Regions from separate parts of the Zea mays genome. Here regions 1 and 3 are each linked to region 2. The links are chromatin contacts, called in public Hi-C maps. All regions are on one chromosome and are shown on one strand. The core of a region is the stretch at or near the end of the contact, and the rest is flanking DNA. Distances in the headings are between cores, read along the strand shown.

Region 1 (4,396 bases), core at 675-3,174, 140 kb after region 2:
CTTCAACGCCCGCGCCCAAGTACATCGGCGACGAACTCGTCGCTCTCGGGAAATCGCCAAGGACGTCGCGGCTAAAAATCACCGGACTGTCCGGTGAGTCAGAGGCGCCCAAGCCAACGGTCGACTGCGAAATCAGCGGGCGACGCGTGGCCCGCGCCAACGGTCGGTTGGGCACACCAGACTATCTGGTGTGCACCGGACAGTGTCCGGTGCGCCAAAGGAACCGTCGGCCCAACGATCGGATGCGTCAGTTAAGGAAGGAGATCGCGCATCGGGCTGCTACAGTAGCTGTCCGGTGGTGCACCGGACTGTCCGGTGCACCACTCGATAGAAGGCAAGAATTGCCTTCCAAGTTGATCTCAAACGGCTCCTAGCTGCCTTGGGACTATAAAAGGGACCCCTAGGCGCATGGAGCATTACACCAAGCATTCACGAAGCATCCTAAGACTCCCAGACTCCGTCTCCACGCATTTGATTCGTTGTGTTAGTGATTTGAGCTCCGTTCGAGTTGTGAACTCCCTGTGCTGTGTTTCGAGCTCAAGTCTTGGCTAGTGTGCGTGTGTGTGCTGCGGATTCGAGTCTTGTGTGCGTTGTTTTCTCTCCCTTACTCTTGTGCTTCTTTGTGATCTATATTGTAAGGGCGAGAGGCTCCAACTTGTGGAGATTCCTCGCAAACGGGAGAAGAACACTAAACAAAAAGTCGTGGTATTCAAGTTGATCATTGGATCACTTGAAAGGGGTTGAGTGCAACCCTCGTCCATTGGGACGCCACAACGTGGAAGTAGGCAAGTGTTATACTTGGCCAAACCACGGGATAAAACACCGTGTCTCTTGTGCTGCTCTTCTCTGTGATTGTTTGTGTTTGCAAGAGCTCGCTTCATAACAACTTGATCAACTCGCACTAACATCTCTATAATCAAGTTTGTGGCTATTTAGTGTTTGATTTTATAGGATCACCTATTCACCCCCCTCTAGGTGCTCTCATTATCATGGTCGTACAAATAAAATTAAGGTTTTATATATCGTTAACTAAAACTTATCTTGTTTCGTAGCAACTATTGGAGGATAAAGCTACCATTTTGTGTGCACAAATAGAGGGACCACAGGCTCACCAAACTACTCGACTGCAAGAGAGGTGTCGGGATCGATGGCAAAGTCTCTAGATCCAGCCATTGAAGGCCATCGAGATGTAGAAGAGGTGTGTCTATGGCAAGCGACGTAGTCTTAGCAACCATGTTGGGTGGCGTAGGAAGCGCAGGAACGGCACCGTCGATTGTCGTGGATGCCACAATGTCGTCCTCAACTGGCGTTGAACCCACAAGCAGGACAATATTCTTAATCACATAATCTACATGCATGATGTCGCCATTGGCAATGGCGGGAATCCATCGTCCATGTGACACCTGAAACTGTAGCTTAGAGAGAAGGGATGAGAGGAGACGGAAGGGAGGATAAGTGCACGACAAAGACTAACACATGGGCAACTTTGTCCTCTCCTCTCGCGCGAAGGCGGTGCGTTCGTTACAAAACCAGCTCTTCGTAGTGCGCTCAATCCAAAATTCTCCCTTAAGTTTATAGTAGTAAGGGCTAGTTTGAGAGCACCATTTTCTCATGAGATTTCTATTTTTCTCAAGGAAAAATAAACTAATTTTCTTTGAAAAAGTAAAAATATCTTAGAAAAATGTGGTTCTCAGAGTAGTCCTTAAATGTTACTATTAGAGTTGCTCTAACCGGCGTTGGCTTGTGCATCATCCTGGTAGAAGAGGTAGTAGTAGCTAGTAGGTGACAACACGTCCGATCTGGATTGGTAGAAGATGTAGTAGGTGACAACACGTCCGATCTGGATTCTGCTGAAACCCGAATGGTTGGTGGGGGTCCAAAAATTCTCCACCACCTTCCCCCGCCTTCCTCCGAGTCGACCCACCCGCACCTCTCCTCCCCCGGCATCTCACTCCTCATCCGCAGTTCCACACCACCAAATCCCTACCTCCTCAGTCCTCACCCATTCATTCGTCCATCCCACCTACCATGGCCACCGCCTCCGGCACTGACGCCGGTGCCCAGCCGCGCGACGACCCCAGCCTCCTCCCCTTCGCGTCCTTCTCGCTCGGCCTCTCCATCCGCGCGCCGGCCACCCCCACACTCGCCTCCGTCCCCTCCACCCTCCACCTCCCCACTCAAATCTCTACACTCGCCGTCTGCCTCCACCCCTCCGCCGCGCAGCCCTCCTCCCGCCGCACCACCCGCCTCAATTCCGCCACCTCCTCCGTCATCGCCCCGCTGCCCTCCTCAACGCCCGGCCTCTCCCGCTCCTTCCCTTCGGGCGCGCCCGCCGCAGCAGGGCGCCGCCGCACGCTCGTCTGGTTCCGCGCCGACCTCCGCCTCCACGACCATGAGCCGTTTCACGCCGCAGCGGGGGCGTCGTCCTCCCTCCTCCCCGTTTTCGTCTTCGATCCGCGGGACTTCGGCAAGTCCCCCTCGGGGTTCGACCGGACGGGCCCGTACCGCGCCAACTTCCTGCTCGATTCGGTCGCCGACCTGCGCCGGAGCCTCCGCGCCCGCGGTGGGGACCTGGTGGTGCGCGTGGGTAGGCCCGAAGTGGTCATTCCCGAGCTCGCGCGGGCGGCGGGCGCGGAGGCCGTGTACGCTCACGGGGAGGTATCGCGGGACGAGGTCCGCGCCGAGGAGAGGGTGCAAAAGGCTGTGGAGAAGGAGGGTATCAACGTGAAGTACTTCTGGGGTAGCACGCTATACCACGTGGAAGACCTTCCCTTCCGCCTCGAGGACATGCCGTCCAACTATGGCGGCTTCAGGGAGGCCGTGAAGGGGTTGGAGGTCAGAAAGGTGCTGGAGGCTCCCGAGGAGGTCAAGTGCGTGCCCATGAAGAATGTGCTCGAGCCCGGTGACATCCCCACGCTTGCTGAGCTCGGGCTCACTGCGCCACCAGCCATGTCACAGGTGAGTCGGCTTCGAAATATAGATTGCTTTCTTTTCCTGTGACACGCTTTTAGATATTTAGCTAGGTTCGGTTCAGCATCTTATTTATTTAGGCTCGAGCTCAATCTGTAAATCTGTAGTATAAAATAAAATTTTTTGGTGTTCAATAGTTCCAAGTAAAGTGTACAGCTAGAAACGGATGGATGTTGCTAACTATGGCATGCTTTGGTTTCATTTACAATTTGGCTCTATAATCCATTTCTTACTTTTTAGATATATTTTGTCTATGTTGGGTCTTTGACAGAGCATAGTTAAGTCTCTTTCGTTTCATTTACAATTTGGCTATATATTTATTTTTTGACAGAGCGAAATTTGTGCATGATACCAGGGGGATCAGCCGCTTCTCGCAAAAAAAAACATAGTTAAATAAAATCAGATATAATGAATTTTAGTCCTCTTGTCCTATTAAGAAGGTGTGTCGGTGTGGTGTCACTATTGCTTGCTGTCTGTCATTCCATTTTTGTTCACAGCTCCAGTAGTATTTCCGAGTAGCAGAGGACAAAATGGTAATAATTTTTTTGTTGTGGTTGGATGATAAAAGAAGCAAGCAGTTTTGTCCCAATCAGATAGGCCAAATTCCAGTTCTTCTGCAAATGAATTGTTTATCATAGTCTCACCTTTATCTGCATTAATGGTTAGCTTCATTTTCATCACTATGCAGCTTTGGAAACGAGCCACAATGGCATCTTATGGTTTTGGTCTGGGACACCTTAAACCTGCAGTTTTATGCTCTTATGATTCATTTGTGTAGAATACATAGAACTAAATTGACATTTGAGGGCTTGTTCGGTTTGGAAGGGATTGATGGGGATTGGAGGGTATTAAATCCCTTCCTAGTCAAAATTGAATAGGAAGGGATTTAATCCCTCTCAAACTCTTCCGATTCCCGTGCAATCGAACAAGGCCTAAAGGGGTTTCAACGTCAATGTGGAAGTGGAATGCTGAGCTGTGTTACTTCCCCAAAGAACAAATATTCATCTGCTGTTAATGTAGACAGCAACACCAGTGATAGGATTGTCACTTTTGAATAGCTTGTGTTATTGTCATGGTCATTTTTTCCTGTAGTTCGTACCATTGTCACTTTTGAATAACTTGTGTTATTGCCATGGTCATTTTTTCCTGTAGTTCGTACCAAATACCCATTCACTTCTGCATTTTTACTCTTTTGTGCAGTGCATCTTGATACTTACATTTCATTATTTGTTCATTTAGGACTCAAAACCTGCTGTTGGCTCTACTCTCATTGGTGGTGAGACAGAAGCTCTGGAGAGGTTGAAGAAGTTTGCTGCAGAATGCTCTATGCAGCCAAACAAAGTAGACAAAAGCAATACCCAAGATAGCATATATGGTGCTAATTTCTCTTGCAAAATTTCTCCATGGCTTGCTACAGGTTGCCTCT
Region 2 (3,770 bases), core at 349-2,848:
TACAGAAGGCGCTTCGATCAAATAATTTCACATCACAATAGCAGCTTTTCGTAGAATAATTTGTATATACCAGGGCTTCATGACAGGTTACTACTATAGATATCTGACTCAGCTTACTATAGACATCTGACTCAGCTAACTAATTCACTGACTCTGCTTTGAAATGGTGGCAACCTCTTGACCATAGATAGGCTCAGTATTCCGCTCTTAAGATCATCAATGAAACATCTACTTACAGCTGTCCATAAGTGATACATACACGCTAAACCATCGTTGGATTGCTATTATACTAGTACAGTATCCGTTACAACAACGGCAAATAGTAACAAATATTACACCATCTTAGCCAAAAGGTTTAGAAAATTATGAATGAAAAGCTCGTTCGACCTTTTTTTTAATAGCTCGTTCGGCCGCTCGTTAGGTCCTCTTTTAGCTACTGAGGTGATATTATGTGAAACCCCTACTCTGGTGAGGTCCTCTTTTAGCTACTGAGGTGATATTATGTGAAACCCCTACTCTGGTTGCGACTTTGCAACTCATGTTGTGTTAGGCTTGGTGGCTTCTCATGGCCATTTATAAGGTAAAGGCCCACTAATGAGATCTTGAGTGGTTATTACGCTCTACCCATAGGGTAATTGGTAGGGAATGGAAATAGACCTACAAACGACTGTCGAAAGTGCTTTGTAATTGTAGAGAGATAAACCCAAAAAAGTGCTTTATAATTGTAGAGAGATAAACCAAAAAAATCAGTCCATTTTCCTCTTGATGCATACCCCGCGTAACCCCAATGATAGCTACGTTTATCCGATACGGCTGCTGTTAAATACGATAATATCCAGCTATGAATCCACGATGGAGACCCGAGAGCTAAAAGCACCCACTGGGTAGAAATGTCCAAAACGCCCCTTCCCCAGTACGCCTCATCTAGACGCTTCCTAACTGGGCGACAAAACCGAAAGCCACCCGTCACGACGCTTCCAATGAGGCACGGGTGCGCGGTCCGGAAATGACATAACTGCCCCTACCTGTACCAGGAAAAAAAAGTGGAAGCGAATGCGTAGTGGGTCTGGCAGTGGCACTCACCGGCGCCGGCAAACGGCGAGATGGGCGGGGTAGTCCCCAGTGGCGAGGCCGGCGGCGTGCTTGCCGCGCTCCTCGGCGACGACGGGTACCCCGCGGGGCGCTTGATCATGATGCTGCGCGTCACCTTCACCGGCGTCTCCTCGCTACCCGAAGCCGGCGAGGGCGGCACGAACGCTGCAGCGTCCCCGGCCGGATCTACACGGTCGACGAAACCACAAGTCAGATCGAATGGGAGCGCCGTCTACGATGGGGCATGTGTCTTTTTTTTTTCCTTCGAGCAGCGGCGGTCACCGGCTCACTGTCTCACTCACCACTGATCTTGACGGCGGCGGGACGCACAGGCTGCTTGCGGAGGCGGCCGAGCCCGGTGTCCGGGCGCGGGCCTGCGACGGTGTCGTCCCACAGCTTGTCGAGGAGGCCCATCTCTCTTCGTCGTAATCACCCAACTGCCACGGCCCGCTGCCAGACCCTCGATCTGCAGTCTCTAGTCCTCTACCCACAGAACTTCCGGATCTGGTCGAGAAGAAGGTACGATGCCGAGCAGGCAGCGCTTATTTATAGATCAGTCAGGGGCTCGGCTGGTTCTCCCTAGACCCGGCTCATGGACTGCAGTACGGATGCGGGTGGGGTCAGCGAGTGGTGGCGCAGGTGTGCTCCGTGGTCCGTGCACATCAGTCGTGGCGGGTTGCGGGGCGCTGAAGGCAGCAGGACGTGGCGCGGCCGGCACGGGTGTGGATAATATCGATGGGGTCGAGCACGTGGCGTGGCCCGCCTGCCGGCCTGTCGCGGGACGCCGGGTGGACGTCTCCTGGCGAGCGTCACGTGACGACCCCGCAGGCGCCTGCCCATCCACAATATCAATAGTGACGTTTCTGGATGGTTTTGTGACGTAACGTACGCGGGACGCAGGGGTCTGCCATGTGGGACAAGGATCGTGGGGTGGGGGTGGGCTGTGGCTGCGAGTGCTACTGTTAGGTGCGAGGTGCGTCAGATTTCTTGTAGAAACAATGTTTTTTTAGGCCGCTAGGCCGCGCCGATAATTCATCACAAGGTGCAGCAGCAGTGATTTTGACTTTGTCATCGCCTCACCTCGCTTCCGTGATCTATTTTTCATTTCCAAAAGATCTTAACCTTTACTAGATCCCGCATCTCTGGACAGCCCAAGGCAAAAATAATAGTGCAGAGGCTTGAAAAATTACAGTTTACAGTAGTCCTAAAAATTGCATCAATATTGCTACATAGGGTTGTATCATGCACAATCTGCAACAAAATACTCAATTCAAGAGTCATCATCATTCAGTCCTATTTATAGTTCAATATTCTGCATTTTACTAAATCAGCGATAGAATTCTCAAAATACATCGGGGTATAGCATACAAGTGGCAATTCAGTGTTAATTAACTAAAAAAGCAAGGTAAATTCCTCAGCCTAGAAGGTTACCTCCCAAACTCCTCAGATCTATTGTTAGATCAAAGAGGCCAAGCCATAAATCTACAAGAACCTTGGTAAGACTTCGCGAGACTAAATTGCATTCATCAGACACTAAACTGGATTTTGTAATTTAAAACAAGAAAAGTCAGGTAGCATGGTGAATCTGATTATAAACCACACAGAAGAATCATTGTTAAAATGTTTGAAAAAAAAACAAATATCCAACTAAAAAATAAACTATCAGTACAATCTGAGTAAAAAAACAGAAGAGGACGCATTCTCTGTGTTGCCTTTTGATAGATTACCTCTATACAATCGAGGCTTATCTCATCCAAAAAAATTTGCCCATATTGTTCTACTGGTAAGCATCTTTCATCCAACACAACCAAAAAGTTGTGATTATTTCAAATGTGAATCCTTTTGCAGATGCCTAGAGTCCATGAAAATTCAGTCTATCATTCTACTCGCATATAGCGAAGACGACCCAATCCAGTTACGAGAATGATAAGCCATCTAAAGTCTTAAAAGACGCAAGGTTTTAGCCCCTCCCCGCGTTTTACGCAGCTTCAGCCGATCCCATGACGGCATGTGACTGCGTGTCGTGAAATCGAAATTCTCATTCAACTAGTGTCAATATCCGCCCTCCCTCTCGGAATCATCCACCTAGTGTTGGACAAGGTTTACAAAACCGGTGGTAAATCGGTCGGTTTACCGAAACCGCAGGGGTGCGGTTTCAGTTAACCACCGGGGTTTTTTTTAATTCGTTCCAAATTCAAAAAAAATTGGAAAAAATCATAAAAACCGAAAACCGTTGGTAAACTGTTATTTTAGACCGGTAAACCGCTATTTTTTGCCGATGCCACAATTGAGTATTTAGTGGCCAATTTAGGTATATTAGTCTTGTTTAATGTTATACGCTATATGTGAAGATGTTATATGCTATATATGAAGATGAAACTCGTAGCTCAAGTCAAGTTTAGGCATTTAGTGATCAATTTCGGTTTCATTTCCTGTCCAAGATGGATTATGTGGATCAAGTAGCTTCAGTTCTTCTAATAAGTATCCGTCTGGACAAGACTCAACCTAGAACCCTTAGCTCCAGTTCTTCTATATGTGTTCTTAAGATTTGCTGATCAGGACAAAAGTTCAACACTTGGTGAGGTGTGAAAGGGAATTAGGCTTACACCTAGTCCCTAATTAATTTTGGTGGTTGAATTGCCCAACACAAATTATTGGACTAACTAGTTTGCCCAATT
Region 3 (4,344 bases), core at 1,730-4,229, 210 kb after region 2:
GTGTGGATCACGATGTTCGTCGTTCTCGATTGACACGAACAGAGTATGGCAACCACAGATATGCGCCCATTTGCGGAGTTCGCTGGAACACGCCACCCAGACTCGGCACACATCTGCACGCAGCTCCATCAAATACGGATATAGTGCACTGCTTTACTGGAGTTGGTCTAAAAGTAACACATGCAAATCACGAGATCGATGATGCCTCTATTGATCAAGTGTTGGCTTTGCTCTCAATTTGAATCTCACTCAAACACACCATTAGGATTCAACCCTTAGGCTTAATTCTCACTAAGATAAGTGTAGGGAGTGTCTCTAAGGCTCTAAAATGTACATGGGAAACACCAGAATCAATAGTCTCTAAAGGTGGAGGCTTAGGGGTATAAATACCCCACTCACTCGAAACTAGCCATTAGTGGTCATTGGGGCACTGCTCTGCCGTACCGAACAAGTTCAGTGTGCATATCAAACATGTTTGGTATGAATAGCATTGCATTATGGTCCTTGAATGGATCCACCCATGGTAATTTTGGGCACCCTATAAAAAACTAGCTCAGAGGGTCAAAACAATATAGCACCCGCTCCTCAAAAATCCAAAGTCAAAACTTGAAATTCCAAAGCCGCTAGGCACTAGAATGCATACGAGACATGTCCAATGTTACAAACCCTAGCACACTCAAGTTAGTCCTCATGGCACTCTACTCCCTAACCACACAGACTTCTAAACAACCAACTGTCATTATGTTGTACCTCTCTTAATACTATGACATTATCAACTCAAGATCAAATGAGAATGAATTTAAACAATGAAAGGGAAATAAGCTTTAAGCCATTTTTTTGTTTTTGGTGTTTCATGAGCCATCACAACCTCTTGGACTAACTATTTGCTAAGTGAATGATTGCAGAATCATAAGATCAAAACAAAAGCATAAGTTCAAAGAAACAACCTAGATGGAGACTAAAAGGGGACATTAAGTAAGAAATGTGTCTTTAACATATAGTAATACTTAGAAATTTCACGGTGTTGCCCCCTCGAGGACATGACTTTCCTCAATTCCAATACCGTGGATGAGGCCGCACTTCTGAGACTCTATCCGGTTAACATTTTCCCCAAAAACAATGGTTTCCTCTCAAAGATTTTTCTCAAAGAACAATGATTTCGAGGACCGAGCCGTAGCTCGGTTGGCTAGCTCTTCTGTCGTAAAGGCTGCCTGCCCGGATTCGATCCCCAGAATCGTTCCCCGATGCTCACTGGGCTGTAGTGTCTATTTTAATATTATCAACATGTGCAGATACAAGCCTCTTATGCGCTGCTTGTTAAGCGATAGTCGGTATTTCTATCTAACACTGGGATCTGTGATCATTAGTGATGTACTGGAGCGTTCTTCGGCGCAAGATAGTTGTAGGTCTGCTTGTGTATGGTAAAGGTGGATTGGTGTGCGTTGTGGTGCAAATCTGTGTAGTACATAAACAAATAGTACTAAATGTTTTCAATCTTTTAAGTAATTATGTTACTTACACTGTGAACTAAGTAATTTAGTTGTTCTAGATCCAACTAATGAATTTACCCGGTTGTTCAATCTTTTAAGTAATTATGTTACTTACACTATGTATGAATTGTCAGCTTATAAAAATATAATACTTTTACCATTTAAATTACTATATGTTTTCAACGTGCGCTAGTCGTATAAACACTGTTTGATTCCTTTGCTGGCTTCGCTCGTCTAGCCTCGCTCAGCAAGGCAAGCTTTGCCAGCATGAGTGAGCTGATTTGGCTTTTCTTCGTCGACAAGCAAAATCTTGCCAGCACAAACCTAAGATAACCTTACAAGAAAACAAGACAATTAGGATCAATTTGGTACCTTCTGCCTACCTTGCTCGTCTAGCCTGGCCAAGCAAGGTTAGCCTTGTTAAGGTAGGTGGCATCTGAAAGCAAGATAAAGCTTACCCGCATAGACCAAGGCAACTTTGCCTAAAATCCAAACAACTAGTTTTATCTGACTCGTTGCTTTCAGGTGAAGTGAGTCTACCAAATAGCCGATGGTTCTATCTTGATTTCTGTGCAAGCAAAGCGTTGTCTCTCCGGAGAACCAAACGTTTTCATAGGGCCTGTTTGGTTCAGCTTTTTTCTGACCAGCTTTTTGAGAATCTGGCTGTGAAGAGAATCTGACTGTGAGAAGAATCTGAGTATTGTGTGGATTACGTGTGGAGGAAGACGAAGTGGTCTAAAGGGTTCAGGATCTAGAAAGCAACAGATTCCTACTATCATGACAATTCGACCGGTTTTGTGTTTATGTTGATTTTTAACGGTTTTTACCAAAGCGATTCTTATAGAAGCTGGCTGAAAAGCTGGGGCGTTTGGCGATCTGCAGCAGCTTTTGGTGACCAGAAGCTGGAAAAAGCCCAAACAAACAGGGGCATAATCTCTTCTGAAACTTGCTACAGACCTTCAATATACGATAGGCCAAGCTGACGTGCGGACGTGCCCATAACACATCTCCATCTTACTCGAATGTGGCCCGAACATAGAAACAAGCCGAAAAAACCCGTAGGAGTTCGGACTCAAACCGATGTGCTCCGGTCCAGTTGTCTTTCTTTCGAGTCTCCCCTTCGACTTCGAGTGGTCATAATAAACCTCCACCCCCTTGTTTCATCCGCTTCTGTCTCGACTTCGCGACTGCAACAGCAGAGTCCTAGCTATCTCCGGCCACATTTGTTTATAGGCATGGCAACATATACGATTTATCCACGTGCCCACGGATAAAAAAAACCTATTAAACATGGATCCGGGTATAAGTTCCTATATGTGGATACGAATACGGTATCCGCAAATATTTATGGAACGAGTATAACAAAGTAGTATTTATACCCGAATATCCCGATTACCCGCTAACCTGACATGTGGGTCGCTAGGGTTTGGAAAGAGTCTCCCAATCCCACTCATCCGGTTCGCACACGGCACACTACAGACCCCGCCCCCAACCTCGGTCTTTCCCAGTCCCAGCCGCCACCGTGCGTCTGTGCAAGTGGCCTTCGGCGGTGCGCAGAGCAGAGCTGGTGACGTGGCCCGTGGTGCGCGTTTCCCTGCAGCCTCGAGGTCTGCACGCCGCCGGCCTCCCTCTCAGCGCCACGCGCCGCCGGCCTCCGTTGCTCACTACCGGACTTCGCACACGCCCGGCGGCGGCCGACCATCCTCGGAGGTGCAGTTACGCGCGCCGTAGGAAGGTAGGTTCCCTTCTCCGGCCACAGTTGTTTTAAAGTTTAGGTAGAAATATCCTTTCCTCATCGTTCCACGGGTGGTTCGTGCCCCACGCCCCGCTGCTTTCTGGATTTGTTTTGATTTCTGAGCCTTCTCTTGTGTCGTTCTGTGTTGGGTTGCGGACGCGTCCTCAACTAGGTTTTTCTTCCATCATTTGTGTGTTCGTTCAACTGAGCCGCCATGCGCCAGCCACGGTCCGGGCCGGGGAAGAGGCGGGGCCGCGGTCCGCGCATCCCTGCGGCGACGCTTCAGAAGCAGAAAACGGCGTTGGCGAACGTCGACCAGATCACCGGCGCCAAGATTCCGAAGAGCTTCGTATTCTCCCGCGGTAAACTCCCCTCCACGCTTCGCCATCTTCAGCAGGACCTCCGCAAGGTCATGCTCCCCTACACTGCTCTCAATCTCAAGGTCCATCCCTAATTCCCTATCCCTATGCCCAATTAACGTACACTAGCACTCAAAGAATGACTGACTCACCCTTATTCGTGTCTCATGCTTATAAAACAATTAATTGGCAGGAGAAGAAACGAAATAACCTCAAGGATTTTGTCAATGTTGCCGGCCCGATGGGTGTGACACATTTCTTAATCCTCTCAAACCCTCAAAGCCTGCCACATTTGCGCTTTGCCAAATCACCGCAGGGCCCAACATTCACATTTCAGATAGAGGAGTACTCACTTGCGGCGGACATTGCAAACTCTCAGAAGCGCCCAAGGTGCCCACCAGGGATATTCAAAAACTCACCACTGGTATATGAAACTGCTGTGGATATTTTGTATCAGGCTAGCTTTAATGTGGATATTGTTAATTGATACCTTGTTTTAATGTTGAAATTCATGGATTTGGCAGGTTGTACTTGGTGGGTTGACAGGTCTCGGCAACCCTTTCAGGAGTTTGGTCGAATACTTCCAACATATGTTCCCTTCCGTTGACCCAACCACTGTAAGTATGGGACGGTAACATCATGATGAAACTTAATGTATTCTTCCTGGCATAATCAGATAATAAAGCATTATTTTGCACAATAGGTCAAGCTGGCAACATGCCAAAGGATTCTGTTGTTAAAACATGATAAAGAGAAGGAT

The links. Hi-C and Micro-C count contacts between places; a contact is called where the count stands out from the background.
Region 1: a contact with region 2 is called in a Hi-C map of endosperm, with 2.7 times the contacts expected there. The contact joins the promoter of LOC100192113 here to the promoter of LOC100191792 in region 2. A contact is called at or near these places in 7 of 25 Hi-C or Micro-C datasets (bundle sheath, ear, endosperm and 2 more).
Region 3: a Hi-C map of leaf shows a contact between it and region 2, with 7 times the contacts expected there. The contact joins the promoter of LOC100274446 here to the promoter of LOC100191792 in region 2. A contact is called at or near these places in 5 of 25 Hi-C or Micro-C datasets (bundle sheath, ear, endosperm and 2 more).

Annotation. Positions count from the first base shown.
Region 1 is chr1:57,595,899-57,600,294 of Zm-B73-REFERENCE-NAM-5.0, forward strand. LOC100192113 (photolyase/blue-light receptor PHR2) reads left to right here and starts at 1,925. Exons shown (of 4, transcript NM_001137536.1): 1 at 1,925-2,958; 2 at 4,210-4,396. The coding sequence starts at 2,029.
Region 2 is chr1:57,456,270-57,460,039 of Zm-B73-REFERENCE-NAM-5.0, forward strand. It overlaps LOC100191792, which reads right to left and starts at 1,599. Exons shown (of 3, transcript NM_001137217.1): 1 at 1,395-1,599; 2 at 1,084-1,278. The coding sequence starts at 1,506.
Region 3 is chr1:57,669,354-57,673,697 of Zm-B73-REFERENCE-NAM-5.0, forward strand. LOC100274446 (Suppressor of SWI4 1) reads left to right here and starts at 2,980. Exons shown (of 7, transcript NM_001148805.1): 1 at 2,980-3,225; 2 at 3,398-3,667; 3 at 3,778-4,008; 4 at 4,109-4,201; 5 at 4,288-4,344. The coding sequence starts at 3,440.